Regions from separate parts of the Mus musculus genome. Here region 2 is linked to region 1. The links are chromatin contacts, called in public HiChIP or PLAC-seq maps. All regions are on one chromosome and are shown on one strand. The core of a region is the stretch at or near the end of the contact, and the rest is flanking DNA. Distances in the headings are between cores, read along the strand shown. Region 1 overlaps Acss2 (acyl-CoA synthetase short-chain family member 2). Region 2 holds the start of Gss (glutathione synthetase).

Evidence for each region. HiChIP or PLAC-seq counts read pairs in DNA pulled down with a chosen protein or histone mark.
Region 2: an H3K4me3 HiChIP or PLAC-seq map of bone marrow-derived macrophages shows a contact between it and region 1, with 4 times the contacts expected there. The contact joins the promoter of Gss here to the enhancer-like site in region 1. A contact is called at or near these places in 4 of 39 promoter capture datasets (macrophages, neural stem cells, neutrophils and 1 more), 3 of 15 datasets of contacts at CTCF or cohesin (CD8 T cells, the NIH/3T3 cell line and stem cell-derived epiblast-like cells), 27 of 484 Hi-C or Micro-C datasets (B cells, CD4 T cells, CD4 single positive thymocytes and 19 more), 18 of 115 datasets of contacts at active chromatin or transcription factors (the 230-238 cell line, CD8 T cells, the HPC-7 cell line and 12 more) and 3 of 9 other capture datasets (adipose tissue, liver and pancreatic islet).

Annotation. Positions count from the first base shown.
Region 1 is chr2:155,532,916-155,535,602 of GRCm38.p6, forward strand. The region is part of intron 2 of Acss2 (acyl-CoA synthetase short-chain family member 2); the gene reads left to right. Among named protein-coding and RNA genes, the nearest start is that of Acss2, 16 kb to the left of the region's middle. Within about 2 kb of position 1,371, at least 5 of the 459 cell types and tissues checked have an H3K27ac peak or open chromatin away from gene starts, as enhancers often do. A contact at or near this core is called in bone marrow-derived macrophages, where this site is marked.
Region 2 is chr2:155,591,446-155,594,132 of GRCm38.p6, forward strand. Gss (glutathione synthetase) reads right to left here and starts at 1,365. Exons shown (of 13, transcript NM_008180.2): 1 at 1,249-1,365. Gssos2 (a long non-coding RNA gene) reads left to right here. Exons shown (of 5, transcript XR_001783522.2): 4 at 578-723; 5 at 1,007-2,687.

The DNA.
Region 1 (2,687 bases), core at 121-2,620:
ATACACAGGGTAATCTGCTCTAACACCAGCTTCTCACCTCTTCCAACCTTCTTTTCCTGCCTTATATTTTACAGAGATAAAAATAAAGGCTGAGTTTGTACAAATTCATCTATTGGATTAGAGATAAACAGTAAATGCAGGTCTAGTAACTCCATATTTAAAAATAGGGGATCCTGCATTTTTGTATGTTAACGTAAACACCTGAAAGTTGTGCTAGAAATCCAGGACCCCACCCCAGGCTATTGATTTATTTATTTTTATTTTATGTGTATGGGTGTTTTGCCTGTATGCATTTATGTGCACCACATGTGAGCAGTAACTCAGAAGAAGAAGAGGGGTCAGATACCCTGGAACTAGACTTACAGATAGTTGTGAGCTGCCACATGGGTGATGGGAATAGAACCTGGGTCCTCAGGAAGAGCAGAAAATGCTCTTAACTGCTAAACCAACTCTCCAGCTCTGCCAGCCTATAACCAGAACCTACAGAAAATAAAATCTCTGAATCTATTTTTAGAAGATTTTCAAATAGTTGTTACACTGGGGTAGAGTACTGAAAAACAGTTCTTTCAGCACTGGGGTTATAGATCAGCTGAGAGCACATCACCTAGGATATGTGAGGCATACCTCCATAAAGTAAGGAGAGAAACTGATGGTTTTTTAAAGCATAGGAGAAGGGTCGTTGTGAAAGAAGGCAGAAAAGAGAATTCTAATTTTAGAGATTTTCTAATAGATCAGTGTTAGGAAAGATTACATACAGAAACTGAGGAACTAGAATTTTAATCTCTTAACATTTTCTGGCTAAGCGTTGGTGGTGCAGCAGTCCTAGCATTTAGGAGGCAGAAGCAGACAAATCTCTGTGAGTTTGGATTCTTTTAACCACACAGTTCTCAGGGCTTTAACACATAAGAGTCTTCCTTAACCTTTCCCTGCTGACTTTGGAAATCTCTCCCTGTGGAAAAGGCCGTGTTATTTAGAAGGAAAATGTCTTGAATAGATAGGCATTTAGAATATCCAGCTGCTGTGTCCAATGTGACGACTACTAAGCACAAGTTAATTATATTTAAAGTAAGACTAAATAAATGAAATTTTCTATTTTTAAGTGTTTACTAGTCATACATGGCTAATGGCTACTAGGTTGGATAGCACCACTTTAGAATGATGTAATGTGCTAGGGAACCCCAAGGCCATCACTTCCTATTCCTGTGCCTTAGGGTTCTCATATGTAAGAAGAATGGTGGATATCAAAAGCTCCATTCTTTAACTTTTTGAATGGTTTATAATTCAATTTTGGAGCTAGGCCTCCCTCCACCTTTTAGTCTTTCTGCTACAGTTAGAGCAGAAGTACACCCAGGGGACACTAGGCTGCTAATTTGTCAAATGATGTTGTTTCTACTTCCTACTCCCTTGGTGGGAGGGAAAAGTGACCTGAGGGTATGCTTACATCAGAGATCCTTAAAGTGTGCAACACTGTATGGGTCATAGAACGCTTTCAAGTTATACTTTTGAAATATATTTCTTTTACTTTTTTTGTTGTTGTTTTGCTTTGTTTTCCAAGACAGAGTTTTTCTGTATGGTAGCTTTTGCTGTCCTGGAACTCACTCTGAAGACCAGGCTGGCTTTTAACTCACAGAGACTGCCTGCTTCTGACTCCTGAGAACTGGGATTACCACCATGCCTGGCGTGAAGTACTCTTCTGTCGGGCATGTAATGGTATGCATACAATCTCATAAACTCCAAGGTTGGGGGAGCTTGGGTTACATAATGAATGAGACCTGGTCTCAAAAGACCAAGGCTTAGAGGATCTTGTTTTGTTTTGTTTTGTTTTGTTTTGTTTTGTTTTGTTTTGTTTTTCTGAGACAGGGTTTCTCTGTGTATCCCTGGCTGCCCTAGAACTCATTTTGTAGTCCAGGCTGGCCTCGAACTCAGAAATCCGCCTGCCTCTGCCTCCTGAGTGCTGGGATTAAAGGCGTGCGCTAAGGCTTAGAGTTGTAAATCAGTTCCAGAGCATTTGCCTAATATGTACAAGGCCCTGAGTTTGATCACCAATACTGCTGAAAGGCCTTACAATTAATCTTCAAGAATATAAATTGTATGAGGAAGTTCCAGAGCATTTGCCTAATATGTACAAGGCCCTGAGTTTGATCACCAATACTGCTGAAAGGCCTTACAATTAATCTTCAAGAATATAAATTGTATGAGGAATTTGTAAAATGAAAAGTCCAACATCAGTATGATGGCACACACCTATAATCCCAGCATTCCCTGGAGGGTTACCAGGAGTTTGAAGCCACATTAGCTGCATAGGCAAGACTCTGTCTCAAAACCAAAACCAAAAAAAATACCAAGGCCACATTCTCTGGAGAATGATCTAGTGTAAATAGTTGCTAGAGCTGTCCTGGGCAAACTGAACAATCGTATTCTTATCCTCTAGTGCATGTTGGGGTGTTTCTCAGACTCTGCGTTACTAGCACTACTTGAGTGTACTTTCAGCAATACTGGTTTTGTTTGGTTCTCATAACAGAACCTGCTTTTTAGTATCTCTGCAAATCTCAATTCTGTGTTACCTTCAGGGGTAGAGATCTCCTGAAGGAGCGTATCTTTGGATACCTCTGACGGTTAGAAAGGCTTTCTTTATATCAAGCTCTCCAAAAGAGATCTAACTATTCCACTTATAGTTACATAGTGCT
Region 2 (2,687 bases), core at 115-2,614, 59 kb after region 1:
GATAGTGAGCAGGCTATAATCCCAGAGGTGCAGAGAGGAAGTGCACTGATCAGGGAAGACACCTGATGCTCAGGGCACCCTCACATACAAACACTGACAGCACATCTGCATCTCACACACACACATACATACACACACACACACACACACACCAGTGTTTGGGTGTCCATGCATATTCATGAACAAAAACACTATACTAGTAATAACTAGACAATGCTAACTGGGCCCCTTGTTTTCCTTTCTACAGATTTAACTGTTCTGTGACTTGTTTGGCTGGTGACACTCAAGTTTGTATTTACACAGCAAGTTCTTTCCTGGTTTTCAATCTAGAACACTCCTCCTGCTCCCTGGGGCGGTCCTCCTCTAATGAGTCTCACCCTGACATCCCAGCCTCACGTGCACTTTTCTCTTACAGCCCATTTCTTCCAGTCCTGTGGATTCTGCTGACTAAATGCAGCGCTTTGAATTCCCTCATGTCTGCCTCTACTGCCAACCCACTCCTCTTCCTGGGCACTTTCAGAGTAGTAAAGGCATCTTAAGTGACTAAAACACACCAGCCTCTCTCTCTTACTTTCAGATCTTGGATGATGACGCTTTCCTGCTTTCCTCGCTTTCCTGCTTTCCTCGTGGCTTAAAGGTTCTCCCACTGAGCTACATCCCCAGCCTCTGTACCCCCAACTCTTGATTCTGTTTTGGAAGCCATCGCCGGATTTCTCTGTCCAGGTTCGTACCTCTATCATAAAAATAGCATTTGCCTTGATACTTCATTGAAGGTTAAATAAGTAAGTGGTGAATGAATCACGAAAAACTTTAAAACGCCCACACAGAAATCCCGTTGGACTTTAATCCCCTGGGCGAGGCGAGTGCGGGCTCAGGGCCTCGGGCTACAACACAGTCGCTTGTCCTGTCTTGTCCCCGTGATGGGCCCCGTCCGCTCCCCATCCCTAGACAAAGTTTGTTCCTGATCTCTCCCAGTTTTTGATGGTGGCTTGTTTATTTTCCCTAGAACTCTGGCTCTAGCCTCGCTAACAGTGTCCGAGCTGGGAACCGGCGATCTGGAAATCTAGGTTCAGCACGCCCAGCACAAGCCCCTCACTGGACACAAGTTTCCCGGTGCTCGCCGCGTTCCCAGCCACCGCGTCATCTGCCCGCTCGCCGCGTTCTAATCGCTCTCAGACCCCTCCCTCACCGCTCTCCTCCCAAGGAAACTTGACCCTCGCCAGCCGCCGTCGCGAAGCCCCGACTTACTCGCTCGTTGTCCAGCTGCTCGCCAAGCTCAAACTCCGCACGCCGTTACCCGGGCTCGGGGGGCGGGGCTTCGGTACGACCCAGTGCGCCTGCGCAGACCGCCCCGCAAGGCTAAAGAGGAGGGGTGGGGAAGGAGCCCTGTGTTTATGGAACTGGACGGCGGCCGGGAAGGGGCATTACATGAGCAGTGACCTGGGCTTTAAGGAATACGTCGGTACTCTAGGGAGAGCCTTGGTTGTGGCTACAACGGCGGGATGCTACCTGTTAGCTTAGTTCCCAGAGAGTTAGAGCTAGTGGCACGCTGTGAGATGGGGACACTCAAAGGCAGAAGAGAGCGTCGCATCCTCTGGGAACCCAGAGCAAAAGTTCTCTTAGCCACCCCTGTCTTCAGCCCCCATGGGGCTGTTTGTAAATATGCAAGTTCATTATCCTCTTCCCTCTATACAGACCCCTCATCCTCTGGCAACCTACAGTAATTTAACTTTGTTTTCCCTAGACTGTGAGAGGTTGATTCAAAATCTGAGTTATCTTGTATTAGTCAGGGTTCTCTAGTCACAGAACTTATGGGTAGTCTCTATATAGTGAGGGAATTTGTAGATGACTTACAGTCTGTAGTCCAACTCCCCAACAATGGTCAACAGCAGCTGTGAATGTCAGTCCAAGGATCTAGCTCAGTCCCACAAGGCAAGCAGGGCAAAGAAGAGCTAATCTTCCTTCTTCCAATGTCCTTATGTAGGTCTCCATCAGAAGGTGTGGCTCAGATTAAAAGTGTGTGCCTGGATCTGGGACTTGCTTTGTCCCAGATGACCTTAAACTCAGAGGTCTCCCTGTCTTAATCTTCTGGAATTCATAGTCACTAGGCCTCAAGATCTCCATGCCAAGATCCAGGTCAGAAACTTGTATCTCCCAGTCTCCAGATTAGGATCACAGGTGAACCTTCCAATTCTGGATTGTAGTTCATTCCAGATATAGTCAAGTTGACAATCAGGAATAGCCACTATATATACCTGATTTTAAAAAAAGATGTTCCTTTCTGATAAAAATTTTCCTGAAATGAATGTATCTGATCAAACCCTAGGGAATTATGCCTAAGATAGCAAACTCCTAATTGGTTTGGTGTAAATAAAAGGTGGGCTCTAGAGTGTGGGGCAGGCTGTTAAGAGCTGGCCTCAGGAAGAAACCTTGAGGCTGGAGATTTAGCAGAGACAAGACGCCATTCTATATATTAGGTACAGACAGACATGATCCAGAGTTAGCTGTAAGTTGGTGAGGCTCCAAGCCATCGCTGTGAAGGGAAAAAAGGGGAGGGGGAATGTCAAATTGAAGAGAGATTTATGAAGGAGAATTTCTACTGACTGTAAATCAGTGGCCTAACCCAGGGACCAAAATCCTTCCAACTCTTTAGATAAAGCAGGTGCCTCTCTCCAGTCTAGGAAGGA